2 separate regions of the Mus musculus genome follow, and region 1 is linked to region 2. A link is a contact called in public ChIA-PET data. All regions are on one chromosome and are shown on one strand. The core of a region is the stretch at or near the end of the contact, and the rest is flanking DNA. Distances in the headings are between cores, read along the strand shown.

Evidence for each region. ChIA-PET counts read pairs in DNA pulled down with a chosen protein or histone mark.
Region 1: a contact with region 2 is called in an RNA polymerase II ChIA-PET map of memory CD8 T cells, with 82 read pairs. The contact joins two enhancer-like sites. A contact is called at or near these places in 1 of 484 Hi-C or Micro-C datasets (nephron progenitors), 1 of 115 datasets of contacts at active chromatin or transcription factors (memory CD8 T cells) and 2 of 9 other capture datasets (adipose tissue and pancreatic islet).

What each region holds. Positions count from the first base shown.
Region 1 is chr2:11,799,600-11,806,092 of GRCm38.p6, reverse strand. No RefSeq gene overlaps it. Among named protein-coding and RNA genes, the nearest start is that of Ankrd16, 25 kb to the right of the region's middle. Within about 2 kb of position 4,607, at least 24 of the 459 cell types and tissues checked have an H3K27ac peak or open chromatin away from gene starts, as enhancers often do. A contact at or near this core is called in memory CD8 T cells, where this site is marked.
Region 2 is chr2:11,652,192-11,658,944 of GRCm38.p6, reverse strand. The region is part of intron 1 of Il2ra (interleukin 2 receptor, alpha chain); the gene reads right to left. Among named protein-coding and RNA genes, the nearest start is that of Il2ra, 13 kb to the right of the region's middle. Within about 2 kb of position 5,359, at least 96 of the 459 cell types and tissues checked have an H3K27ac peak or open chromatin away from gene starts, as enhancers often do. A contact at or near this core is called in memory CD8 T cells, where this site is marked.

The DNA of each region.
Region 1 (6,493 bases), core at 3,358-5,857, 150 kb before region 2:
CTAGGCAAATGGTTGGACCTGGAGGGCATTATCCTGAGTGAGGTAACCCAATCACAAAAGAACTCAAATGATATGTACTCACTGATAAGTGAATATTAGCCCAGAAACTTAGAATTCCCAAGATATAGGTTACAATTTGCAAAACACATGAAACTCAAGAAGAACGAAGACCAAAGTGTGGACACTTTGCCCCTTCTTAGAATTGGGAACAAAACACCCATGGAAGGAGTTACAGAGACAAGGTTTGGGCCAAGACAAAAGAATGGACCATCTAGAGACTGCCATATCCAGTGATCCATCCAATAATCATCCTCCAAACGCTGACACCATTGCATACACTAGCAAGATTTTGCTGAAAGGACCCTGATATAGCTGTCTCTTGTGAGACTATGCCGGGGCCTAGCAAACACATAAGTGGATGCTCACAGTCAGCTATTGGATGGATCACAGGGCCCCCAATGGAGGAGCTTGAGAAAGTACCCAAGCAGCTAAAGGGATCTGCAACCCTATAGGTGAAACAACATTATGAACTCAGTAGTACCCCAGAGCTCTTGACTCTAGCTGCATATGTATCAAAAGATGGCCTAGTTGGCCATCACTGGAAAGAGAGGCCCATTGGACACGCAAACTTTATATGCCCCAGTACAGGGGAATGCCAGTGCCAAAAAGTGGGAGTGGGTGGGTAGGGGAGTGGGGGGGGAGGTTATGGGGGACTTTTGGGATAGCGTTGGAAATGTAAATGAGAAAAATACCTAATAAAAAAATTAACCCAGAAAAAAAAGAGACATCAGCTAAGTATAGGCATAGCTCTCTAATTAATACAATCCTCTTTTTATAATTTTTCCTAGCAATATTCACTTAAGTAGACATATTGACAGGTTCAAGTATGTGAGGGGCAAGTACAAATAAACCCAGGCAGTTCTAGCACCTCTCCTCTGCTCCTGGGTGAATTAAATCTGACTGTGACCTTCAGAGTTATCTTGAAGTAATCTGCAGTCAAACTGCCTTTGACACTTTTTTTTTTATCCACATCCCTGCTGGTGAATGGTAAAGTATGCTCTGATACATTTCAATGTTAAGAAAGTTCTTATATAGGATATTACATTTACTCATATGGCCATTTGAAAAGAAAAGTCTTTTAAATTCATTTAGGAAACAAAAGAGACATGTATATGGAGTATTTGTCTTTTTTTAGTGCTTCCAAGAGGAAAGTGAAGCTGCACTAAGACAGTGGCAGGCTCAATGCAGAGAAAGAGCTACTTGCACATTCCCTCACCAGGGCAGTGCACATCCCTGAGGAAGCTGGTATTTCACATTTTCACACTTGTCCTCAACAGCAGAGAACTCTGGGGTTCACGGTGAGATGCCATTCCCAGCTCCTTCTTGTATGTAGGTGGAAACACATATCTACTGTTGTTAATGGCATGTGGCTAGAGTGGACTTAGCCCCATACAAGGGCCATTCGAACTCTCACACTGTTTCTTTTATATGGTAGGGAACAAGGATTCTGAGGTGATGGCACCACAGGTGTCCTGTAGTTTACTGCTTTAGCAAACTGTTCAGGAGAGCCACCAACTCAGCATCTGTACTGGCTGGTTTTGTGTGTTAACTTGACACAAGATGAAGTTATCACAGAGAAAGGAGCCTCCCTTGAGGAAATGCCTCCATGAGATCCAGCTGTAAGGCATCTTCTCAATTAGTGATGGAGAGTGGGAGGGCCCATTGTGGGTGGTGCCATCCGTGGGCCGGTAGTCTTGGATTCTATAAGAAAACAAGCTGAGCAAGCCAGGGGAAGCAAGCCAATAAGTAACATCCCTCCATGGCCTCTGCATCAGCTCCTGCTTCCTGATCTGCTTGAGTTCCTGTCCTGACTTCCTTTGGTGTTGAACAGCAACATGGAAGTGTAAGCTGAATAAACCCTTTCCTCCCCAACTTGCTTCTTTTTTGATGTTTTGTGCAGGAATAGAAACCCTGACTAAGACAACACCCTACCAACTATTTCATCAATGAGAAGCAGGTCTAAGTTCCTGTGACTTTGACCGTGAGGAATCTAGCAGCTGTTGAGATAATGGACTCCAAATCCAATCAATTTTTTTCATATTTTGTTAAGAAACCAAGTTTATATCTGCCATTAAAAAAGAACTCATGGGGCTGGAGAGATGGCTCAGAGATTGAGTGTATGTCTCTCTTCCAGAGGAGCTATGTTCAGATGCCAGCATCTACATGGGGCAGCTTGCAACTGCTTGAATTCCAGTTTCAGTGAGACCTGATGCCCTATCCCTCTGCCTCTGAGGACACCTGCACACACCTACCTCATACATAATGCCACAAACATGCAAACAAACAAAAATATTTTCATTTTTAAAAATATTTATTTATTAATTATATGTAAGTACACTGTAGCTGTCTTCAGACACACAAGAAGAGAGCATCAGGTCTAATTACAGGTGGTTGTGAGCCACCATGTGGTTACTGGGGATTTGAACTCAGGACCTTTGGAAGGGCAGTCGATGCTCTTACTCACTGAGTCATCTCCCCAGTCCCCACAGAAATATTTTCAAAAGAATCTAAGTTGCCATGTGAGTTAACATTTCACAAAAAGTCATTAAATTCAGTGAATAAAAATAAGAGATTACTACTCGAATTTGAATTTGTTTAATAAACACGTCACAACATATTTTCTGCAAAATGTTTGGGACAGTTTTACACTAAAAATCATTATTGTAAGCCAGGTGGTGGTGATGCGCATCTTTAACCCAGCACTCAGGAGGCAGAGGCAAATGGATCTCTATGTTGGATGCCAGCCTGGTTTACAGAAGTGGGTTCTGGGACAGCCAGGGCTATACAGAAACACCCTGCCTTAAAAAACAAAACAAAAAAAATCATGAATCGTTTATTTCAAACTCTAATTAAATGACTCAAATACAAACTGGATGACCCGCAAAACTGTTTTATTGGCGTATTGGAGCTACAGAAGCTTCACATATTTAGTGTACACAACTTGTTGAATTTGGGGCTAATTCACAAAATCATCCCATATGGTAAACATGTCCAGCACCTTCAAACATTTCTATAGCCTTCTTATTATGTGCATAACTATGCTGTTCTGGCTTAAATGTCTATATACTGTCCCCAAGGACACTGAGAGTTGGGGCCTTTGGGAGCTGCCTGGGTCATGAGAGTGGAGCCTTTGAGAACTGGGATTAGCGTGGATGTGAAGCCTCTCATGGGATCCCCATTTGTAAGCCAGAAAGCGGCCCTAAGAGCAGGCTGGGCCTGGGCCTCCAATACTGGGAAGCACTTGTTGTTTAAAAGCCACTCTGTTTATTGTATTTCCCCCAAAGCAATCCAAGCAAGCTAACACATAACACCTAACAGCAGATTCACCAAGTTTTAAGCATCTATTCCTGGTGGTAACTGCAGGCACTATGCTATGCTGTACTTGTTGACCAGAGTCCTCCCTTTCCCCACATTCCCCTCAGCTCCCTAAATAAACATTTATCCTCTGCCACTATGGATTTGACCTTTCAAAATTCCACAAGCAAGGGCTGGGATAGAGGTCAGCGGGAGAATGCCTTGATACCAGAGTTCTGTTTCCAGCCAGAAGAGGGGCATCAGATCTCCTGAGACAGGCGTGACAGGTCATAGGTGCTACCCTATGTGAGCGCTGGAAACAGAACTCTGGTCCTCTGCAATGTCAGCAAGTGCTCTCAACCACTGAGCCATTTCTCCAGCCCTATAATACATTTTTGAAAATTTTTTTCTTCTATTTTTAATTTATATGTTTTTTTCTCTTAAGAGATTCATTCATTTTTAAAAAGAAATAACTGATCTTTTTTTCACTCATTTTCTTTTTGTGCCTTAACACCCTAGGATGGATTTTAAAATGAAATCAGAATTTTCTTTTCAATGTAGTTCAATGACAGAGAGTTTGTCTAACAAGTAGTTCCGGGCTGGAGAGATAGCTCAACTGCTGATTTCTTACAACCCTTGGCATAAAAACCCTTCAACAGGGGTCCTAGAGAGATAGCTCAGCAGTGATGAGTACTGTTGCTCTTCCAGAGGACTGGGGTTTGATTCTGAGCACTCACATGGCAGCTCACAACCATCTATAACTCCAATTCCAAGGGATCTGACACCCTCACACAGGCAAAACATCAATACACATGAAATAAAAAATAAATACATTTTTAAAAAGTACAAGTTCCCATGTTTGATCCCCACCCTCAAATGACAGAAAGAAAAAAGGAAGCTAATGACATATCCTCCCAAAGAGAAATTTAAAAAGGCAAATTAGGACACTAAGTGCAAATAGTGTTTTCCTAGCCACTTCCTGTAGTTGAACCTGTGCTCTTAATTTGGGGCTGCTGTTAACCACAATGGTTTTGTCTTTGAAAACCTAACTTATCCACTGAGCCTCCACTGTTGCTGCTGGGATCCACTGTGAGCAACAGGCATACGTGTTGGGCACTTGCTACATGCCAGCATTCCACATGTTAGCTCAGCTAATCTTTATAATAATTTGAGGATAGAAGCCCCATTGTTACTCTGTTGTTAAGAAGGAAACAGAGGCAGGAAGTGTAACTTGCATACTGGGTGGCAGTAGTGTGGAGATCAACACCATCTTTATGGGTTCATGACTTCTTTCTCAGTCCCCAGTACTGTCTTCAGAGAACGATTCTGATATTCTTTATATGTCTATAAATAAATGGATTGCTTTCTGCTCTCCTAGACTTTAAAGGGCTATGAGGGATGAGAGGAAAGGGAGGCAAAAATAATCTCACCCAAATAATCCTAATTAAGACAGCTCTGATAAAGGCTTGTTCTCAGAGACTCCTATTATGTATGGCCAGTTCTCTTCTGGTGATCACGTCGCGGCATGGCTCCAGCCAGTAGAAAGTGTTGTTTGGACATTTCAGATGTGCAAAGGGGTAGATGATCTCTCCTTTGCTCATGTTCCCATCTCTGGGTTACCACAGAAGCAGGCAGCATACTCAGACCCACCTCGGAGAAACAGGAATGCGAACCTCCAGCAGGGCTTCTCCTTTTCCTTCTCTATTCACTCTGAGCCAGTCCCTGTGATGGTGCCAGCCACACTCAGGCTGGCTCTTCAATTTCCCCAGTTAATCTTCCCTGGAAAAGTTCTCAAAGACACCCCAGAAGAATGTCTCACCCATCTCTTAGATGAGTCTAGAGCCAATCAAGTTGACAATGAAAATTAACCAACACGGGCAAGGAGACCCACAAGTGGAATTTGTTCCTATGATTTTTATGTTCATTTACATCCTGGTTGGCAAGTCTTCCACAAAACTGACTAAAATTAACACCAGGCATACCACAGGGTTAACACTGATGTTTGTATTTGGTGCCATTGACTGTAATCAAAACAGAGATGGCTCCTAAGGAATGTGTTATCTAAGAAATCTGTGCTGATTCATTCCCAGCACTTTAGTTAGCTTCTGTATGTTTCTGTTATCTATTTGATCTGTTGTTTGGTTTTTAGGATTTATTTACATGGATGAATGTTTTGCCTGCATGTACACATGTTCACCAACTGTGTGTCTGGCGCCCAGGGAGGTGAGAAGAGGATTTAGATCCCCTGGAACTGAAGTTAGCATGGAGTTGCTGGGAACCAGGCACCTTAACTATCTCTCCAGTCCCTTCTTTTGTTTGGCATGTGTGTCTCTATCTATATATCTATCTAATTATCTATCTATCTATCTATCTATCTATCTATCTATCTATGTGGCAGATGAAGGTTTTGTTGTTGGCCTGGTCTGGAAGAAGTATCCTAGTCTCTACTTTGTGTGTTGAGTCTCAGGCAATGGAGTCTCCCAGGACCAGAGTCAAGTATGATGGGGCAACACCATCCTATAACCTCAGCTGACTGAAGATGCCCCTGGCTCAGCCTATCTGAGATCATCCAGATGACTTGTAGAATCATGTTGTAGTCTGTTGCATTGTCTTTGTTTTTTTTTTTCCTTTTTCAACATATTTCCACCTTCGTAGATCTTTTTCTCACCATTCAAACTGTAAATGCAAACTCATCTATTAAAGACAATACGCCCACACTGTTCTTTGTTTTATTTGTTCATTTATTGGCCCCAGGTCACCTTTCCACTGCGCATGTGTGCCAGTGTGCACATGTGTGCAGGTGTGCGTGCCTGTGAGTGGCACTTGGAGGGAGGACAACTGTTTTCGTCTTCACCTTGTTTTTTGAGACAGGGTCTCTCGCTGAACCTGAAGCTTGCTGTTTCAACTAGGCAAGCTCCTGGAATCTGCCTGCATCTTCCCGCAACTGCAGTGCTAGGGTCATAGGCATGAACAGGCATGCTTGAATAGTATGTGGGTATTGGAGATTTGAACCCAGGTCCCCTTGTTTCAGAGCAAGTACTCTTACTTCCTGAACTTCCCCCATCCTGCACAGCTCCAAGGACTTGGAGCAGACCGAGGCAGAGAGAGAATGAAGACACAGGGATGGAAAGACTGGGAT
Region 2 (6,753 bases), core at 4,110-6,609:
GTCCTGTTTGGTTTGACCTGTTTGACTAGAAGACAAGGCCCACCCCCAACACACAGACACACACACACACACCACACACATCACATACACCACATACACCACACATACCACATATATCACACACACATGCACGCACACACACACACACACCACATAAATACACACTACATGTACAAACATAAACACATGCCATAACACATACACACACACACACACACACACACACACACACACACACAAGCACAGTGAACTCTGAAAACAGAAGCTGGGGAAAGAGGCATCTTCATCACCTACGCAAGAGGGAAGCTTCAGCTTGCTTAACTTTGCCTGTTAAGTTTGCCTTGTGTCCCATCATTAGTCTTTTCTCACTCCTTTATCTAGTTGTATTTATTAATAATCTAACTCGGGCCTTTATAGAGAGAGTAGAGTTAAATAATTAAATAATTAAATAATTAAATAATGAAAGTAGAATTAACATAAGTATAATTAAGTATAAGTATACTTATAATTATTATAAGTATAATTAGAAATATTATAAGCATAAGTAACTTTCATTATTATATATCTCTTCTGTGTGTTTGATTTTAGCTCCTCACTTTCTTACGGTCATTGGTGTTGTAGATGTTACTTGAGTAGGGTTTTATTGTATAAACGCAAATAAATGTTGTAGAACATATTTGCTTCTGAACCATTGACATTCCTGTTGATTCTGGAGATCAAGCCCAACACTGTGAACACACAAGGTAGGAGGTAAGATATACTTCCATCCCAGATGAGAGAACTTATACCATATTCCATTCATTACTTAGTCCTCCTCAAACTTAGACAAAATCTCAACATGAATAATGAAGGAGACAAAAGACCCAAGATGCAGGGGAGTGAGTGGGGTTAGGATCAAGGCTGAAGACTCAACACTGGATGTAACAACAGAAAGAGGTAACACACTGTGCTGTCTCCACACAAGGGAGGCACTGCTGTAAATCACCCTACACTCTTCCAAGTTACATAACACAGACTCTACGGCAATAACCAAAGATAATACATTTCACATACTGCAGTGTCTAGAACACAACTCCTGAACTATCAAAGAGACCACACTCATGGGAATCCTATAGTAAAAGCAGGTCAGCCAATCAGATGCTACCAAATACAGCTCAGGAAGCCAAGGGAAACCACAAAAAGTAACCCAACTAGAATTAAGCCCAGAACTCACTACAAAACAAACTGATGTTGCAAGGACCACTAATAAGAAAAGGTTACTCTATAAGAAGGTCTGTTAGTTGTCAGTAAGCTTGATTTGTGCATATTTATGTAGTTGTGTGACCAATACATAGGCAATGTACACTCTCTTTATCACGCATGGGACAGTGGTAAAGAGAACTGAGCTCCTACTAGGCACCAGAGGTGGTTTCCACAAGTGTCAAAGAATAAGCATCACACAGATTCATTTTCTAATCATGGCGCAATGAAATTAAAAGTTAAAAACAGAGAGCGAAACCACAAACAACAATAAAACTTCACACATTTTAAAAAAGAAACCTCAAACTTCCAAACAAATCCATGGATCAAAGGGAAACTCAGAACTCATTCTGTAAAATATTCTGCACCGAATAGCAACAAAAATGATAACCACAAACCCTGCAGTACTGAGCCAGCACAGCCTCTCCAGGGATGTCTACAACCTCAAAGGAAAATACGTGTTCAAAGAACAGGCATTATCCCATTTAATATTTACTGGAGGAAGTTAAAAAACCATGGAATAATGTTAAAGAAAGGAGATCAAAACTGTAAATGAAAGATTGACCAAGATGAAAAAAAAAAAACCAGCAGAGAATGTCCTCCAAATTAAAAACTATTCATTTAAGTAGATTCTGAAAATAGTCAGGACTAGAAGGAGCAAGAACAACAGAGCATCAGTTTGAAGAAAAGGGAGGTGTAACTACTGATCCACCAAAAACTCAAAAATGAGCAGGATTGTGAGTTCAAGCCCAGCCTGAGGTACATGGCGACATTTTGTCTTAGAAAGAGAGAAAGAAGCTGAAGAAAGAGGAGAATTATACCTAATAAACCAATCATTTGAAAAAATCAACTTGTGAACAAATATATGAAATAGGTAGCAGATGCTTAATACAAACTGTTTCAGAGGGCATCTTAGTTAACTTTTCCATTGCTGAGATAGGGTACCAGGACTTACAAAGAAAACATTTAATTTGGCATATGGTTTCAGGGAGTTTGAATCCATGATGGTAGAGTAAAGGAACAGCTTACAGCTCAGATCTCTGTCCACAGCCATGAGAGAGAGAGAGAAAGAGAGAGAGAGAGAGAGAGAGAGAGAGAGAGAGAGAGAGAGAGAGAGAGAGAGAGAGAGAGAGAGAAAACAACCCTGGAATATCACATGAGTCTTTCAAAACCCTGAATAAAGGTCACCCCTCTTAATCCTTCCCAAACTGGAAATTCCACTCACTGGGGACTAAATATTCAAATCTATGAGCCTATGGCAGCTATTCTCATTCAGACCAGCACAGACACTTCAATGATTCTAATTCCTTTTACAGAGTTATGTTAGTCTTCCTATTAAACTTGGGATGAACTGCAGAGAAAATGGCCGTAAGACCATCTCACTTATAAAAACAGACAACAGAATATCGATTACAATATTTGTACTTGGTTCTAGCCAGGTATGACAAAAACTAATATTCTGATCAATTAGAATTTATCTCAGCAGTGATGGATGGTTCACTAGTGGAAAATCTCTTGATATGACTCTGTTTAAAGGTGGAAAATTATATGGCCATGCCAATAGCAGGAAATGAATCCAAAGATGATTGAAAGAATACTCATGAAAGCCAGACATGGTGGCACATTCCATTAATCACAGCACTCGGGAGGCAGAGGCAGGTGGATCTCTGAGTTCTAGCCCAGCCTGGTCTCTATAATGAGTTCCAGGATAGTTCCATGACAACCAGGGCTTCACAGTGAGACCCTGTCAAAAATGTGTGTGTGTGTGTGTGTGTGTGTGTGTGTGTGTGTCATTATTAAAGAAAAGTTTCTTAAAATTAAAGGGGAAACACTGAAATAACAATATTTGCAGAACGGTGGTTAGCCTTTTGTGTCTGTGAGTCCTGTTGTCATCTGACACACGTTTCTGAGGCCCAGTTCTCTCAGGCTTCGTCAAAGCCTGGGTTTCCATAAGGCAGGAATGTGTGACTCACTAGTAAGACCATTTTGGAGAAAACCCTGTGCCTTCTTGGCAGTAGTTACACAAACAACAAACAGTAGGTCTACAGAAACTAGGAATTTGCTCTTAGAAAGAGAAACCCAGGCAAGGAGCTGAGAACTGCCCTCTGTCTCACAGAGCGGCCTCTAGATTGTCACATCCAGGAGCCTGTAATGCTTACAGAGTACAGTGGTTGGGCTGCCTGTCTTTTTCTAACTCTCCAGTCACCTCAGAAAACAAGCTTCAGCACTTGAAAGAGTTAACCACAAACTTACCACAGAATGTCAACTTGATTTAAATTAAAGTGTTATCAGATTAAAAAAGAAAGAGAGAGAGAGAAAAGTCTGGGAAGAAATATTCCTCCTCTTTCTCTGAAAACTAAAGACAGTTTTCCCCTCAAATCTTAGAAACGGATTTCTTGGGAGGGGGCCATATTTTTAGCGGAGCACTGCTAAATTGGTAAATCCCGCCCACAGTCTTCTGAAAAAAGACAGAGCCTTCTGAGAAGCAAGTTGTAATCGTGAGGGCTTGTTTCAAATGGATATCTGTGGGATTTCCCCTGCATGTGTAGTCCCAGAACTCAGAAGGCTGACAGAGGTGATTACCATGAGTTTGAGGCCAGCCTAGCTACACTGCAAGTCAGTTCAGGATACATAGCTGGACCCTGTCTATAAGTAAATGAATACATAAGTAAACAAACAAATACAAGCTGGAGAGACGGCCCAACTGTTAAGAGCCCTGGCTGCTCTTCCAGAGAGGTCCTGAAATCAATTCCCATCGACCACATGGTGGCTCACAACCTGTAAAGGGATCAGATACCCTCTGTTTTCTGATGCCCTCTTCTCTCATATATATATAGATGTATACACACACACACATATATTACATAAGAAAATAAATTGTTAAAATAAATTGTTAAACAAATGCAATTAAAGACTGGAGAAGTAACCATGGTGTGGGACAGCTGTTTAAGTTGCAGCCAACCATTGGACTGAGCCCAGGGGCCCCAGGGGAAAAGTTAGGGCAAGGACTGTAGGAGCTGAAGGGGTTTGCAACTCCATAGGAAAAACAACAAGATCAACCAACCAGACCTCCCAAAGTTCTTAGGGACTAAACCATCAACCAAAGAGCATACATGGAGGGACCCATGACTCCAGCTGCATATGTAGCAGAGGATGGCCTTATCTGGCATCAATGGGAGGGGAGGCCTTTGGTCCAGTAAAGGCTTGATGCCCAGTGAAGGGGAATACCAGGGCAGTGAGGTGGGAGTGGGTGGGTGGGTGGGGTAGCACCCTCCTAGAAGCAGGGAGGAGGGGGATGGGATTGTGGGGGCTGCGGAGAGGAAACCAGGAAGGGGAATAACATTTGAAATGTAAAAAAATAAAATAACCAACTTAAAAAAAAAAGATTAGAAGAGAAACAGAAAACAAAGAAAAAGTTACGAAAATCTGGGGCACCTATTCTAAGCACTGCCAATACCATGGTATTATATATTATAATATATATTACATATGTTTTATATAATATATATTATATAATATATAATGTATATTATAATATGAATGTATAGTGAAATATATAAAACTAAGGATGGGAGATGGTTTCGTGGGTTTGCCACAGAAGCATGAGAACCTGAGTTCACATCCCCAGCACTCTATAAACTCTATATGGCTGTGCACATGCAAATCCCAGCACAGGAGGAAAAGGGAGGTGGAGACAGGCGGACGCCCTGAGCTCACTGGTTAGACAGCCTAGGTTTTCAATGGTGGCAGTTGTATTCTCTAAGAAGCAGGGTGGCATGCTCTGGCCAATAGTTCCTCAGCATTGGCAGCTAAAAATTACCTCCAGAAGCGGCCTCTGAGGAGACAGTTAGAAAGGGAAAGTGATGTCTGGGACCAGACAGGGAAACCTAGCAGCGAGCCCTCAAGGCTCACCTCCCCTCAGGGGTACCAGCGGGACTCCTGAGGACTCGCCCTTTTATTCTAAAAAGACTCTCAAAAGTTCGGTTTACTTTCCTTTAAATAAGGAGTTTTCTCTTCACAAAGGTTCTTTTTTGTTCTAAATCAAGGTCTGAACAGAGAGGTGTCACTAGCACGGGGACAGGAAGCACATACCATGCTGATGCTCAGCTGAGTGGGGCTTGGCAGGCAGGGAAAGCCACCACAACCTGCCCACAGTCAGCAAGTGTCAAACATACAACCCTGTGTCAAGTCACTGGCCCCAAAACTCCCTGGAAACTTTCAGAGCGCTGGGCAGGAAGAGGCTGACGTCAGCATAGATGTCGGGGACTTCAAAAGAAACTTTTAGAAACATTTCTTTTGCCGTTCCCCACAACATGATAAAGTGACCTTTTCCCTGGGGACACAGGCCTGTTTGGTTTTAGGGCTGCTCTCATTTACATATATACATTGTGGTTTTTTACATATCAATTTATTATGTATTATTCTTATAGTTTATTAATACATCTTTAAAGCACTGCTTTTCTTTTCGGCTTTATACAGTATAGTAAGAACTGGGGACCCAGCTCAGAGGTAAAGTGTTTTGTCTAGTGTGAATTGAACCCTGGGCTCAATCCTTAGCATCACAGAAAACAAAAAACAGTCTGATAATATACTTTGTAATCCCAGCACTTGGGGGATTTGGAGAAAGGAAGATAATGAGTTTAAGGCCATCCTGGACGGTGGGGAAGTTCAAGGTCAGCCTGAGTTAGAGTCCTTGTCTCAAAAAAACAAGAGCGAAGTAGTAGAATGCTTATCTAGGTTGGTTTGGTGAGGTCCTGGGTTGGATCCTTAGAACCACAGGAGATGAAAAAGAAGAGATAACAAGAGGGCAAGGGAGGGGAGGGGAGGGGAAGGGAGAAAAAGAGAAGGGAGAGGGCAGGAAGAGAGGGCAGGGCAGGGCAGGGGAGGGGAGGGGAGAGGAGAAGAGGGCAAGGGAGGGGAAGGAAGTTGAGGGGAGAGGAGGGGAGAAGAGGGGAAGGGAAGGGAAGGGAAGGGAAGGGAAGGGAAGGGAAGGGAAGGGAAGGGAAGGGAAGGGAAGGGAAGGGAAGGGAAGGGAAGGGAAGGGAAGGGAAGGGAAGGGAAGGGAAGGAAACTCACTAATGGTCTGAATTGGATTAATGAGGTTCCTTCCCTCCTGCCCTCCCTCCCCCTTTTCCTTTCTTCCTTGAAGAGGTCATAGATGTTGAGGACCTGGGAGATCTTCAAATGTACTCAGACATGTGAGAGTTGGCCTATAGATGGTGCCTCAGAGACTCCTGAGCCTGTGGAAACAGTCTGTTACTGAAGGACTCCCAGTACGTCCTACCTGAGATGTCCCTGAAAGGTATTGCTGAGCCAAACAAGCACAAAACCTCTGCAGATTGTTCTAAACTCAAAATGGAAAGTGCTGGATTCTAATTCTAGTCACTCACACTGACAAAACAGCGTGAGCCCTTCTCTCTTCTGCATGTACATATAATGGGAAGCAGTTCCTAGCTTATGGTGTGTCGGTCTTGCAGGAGGAGTGGGCAGTGGAGTGTGTGTCCACCAGCTCTG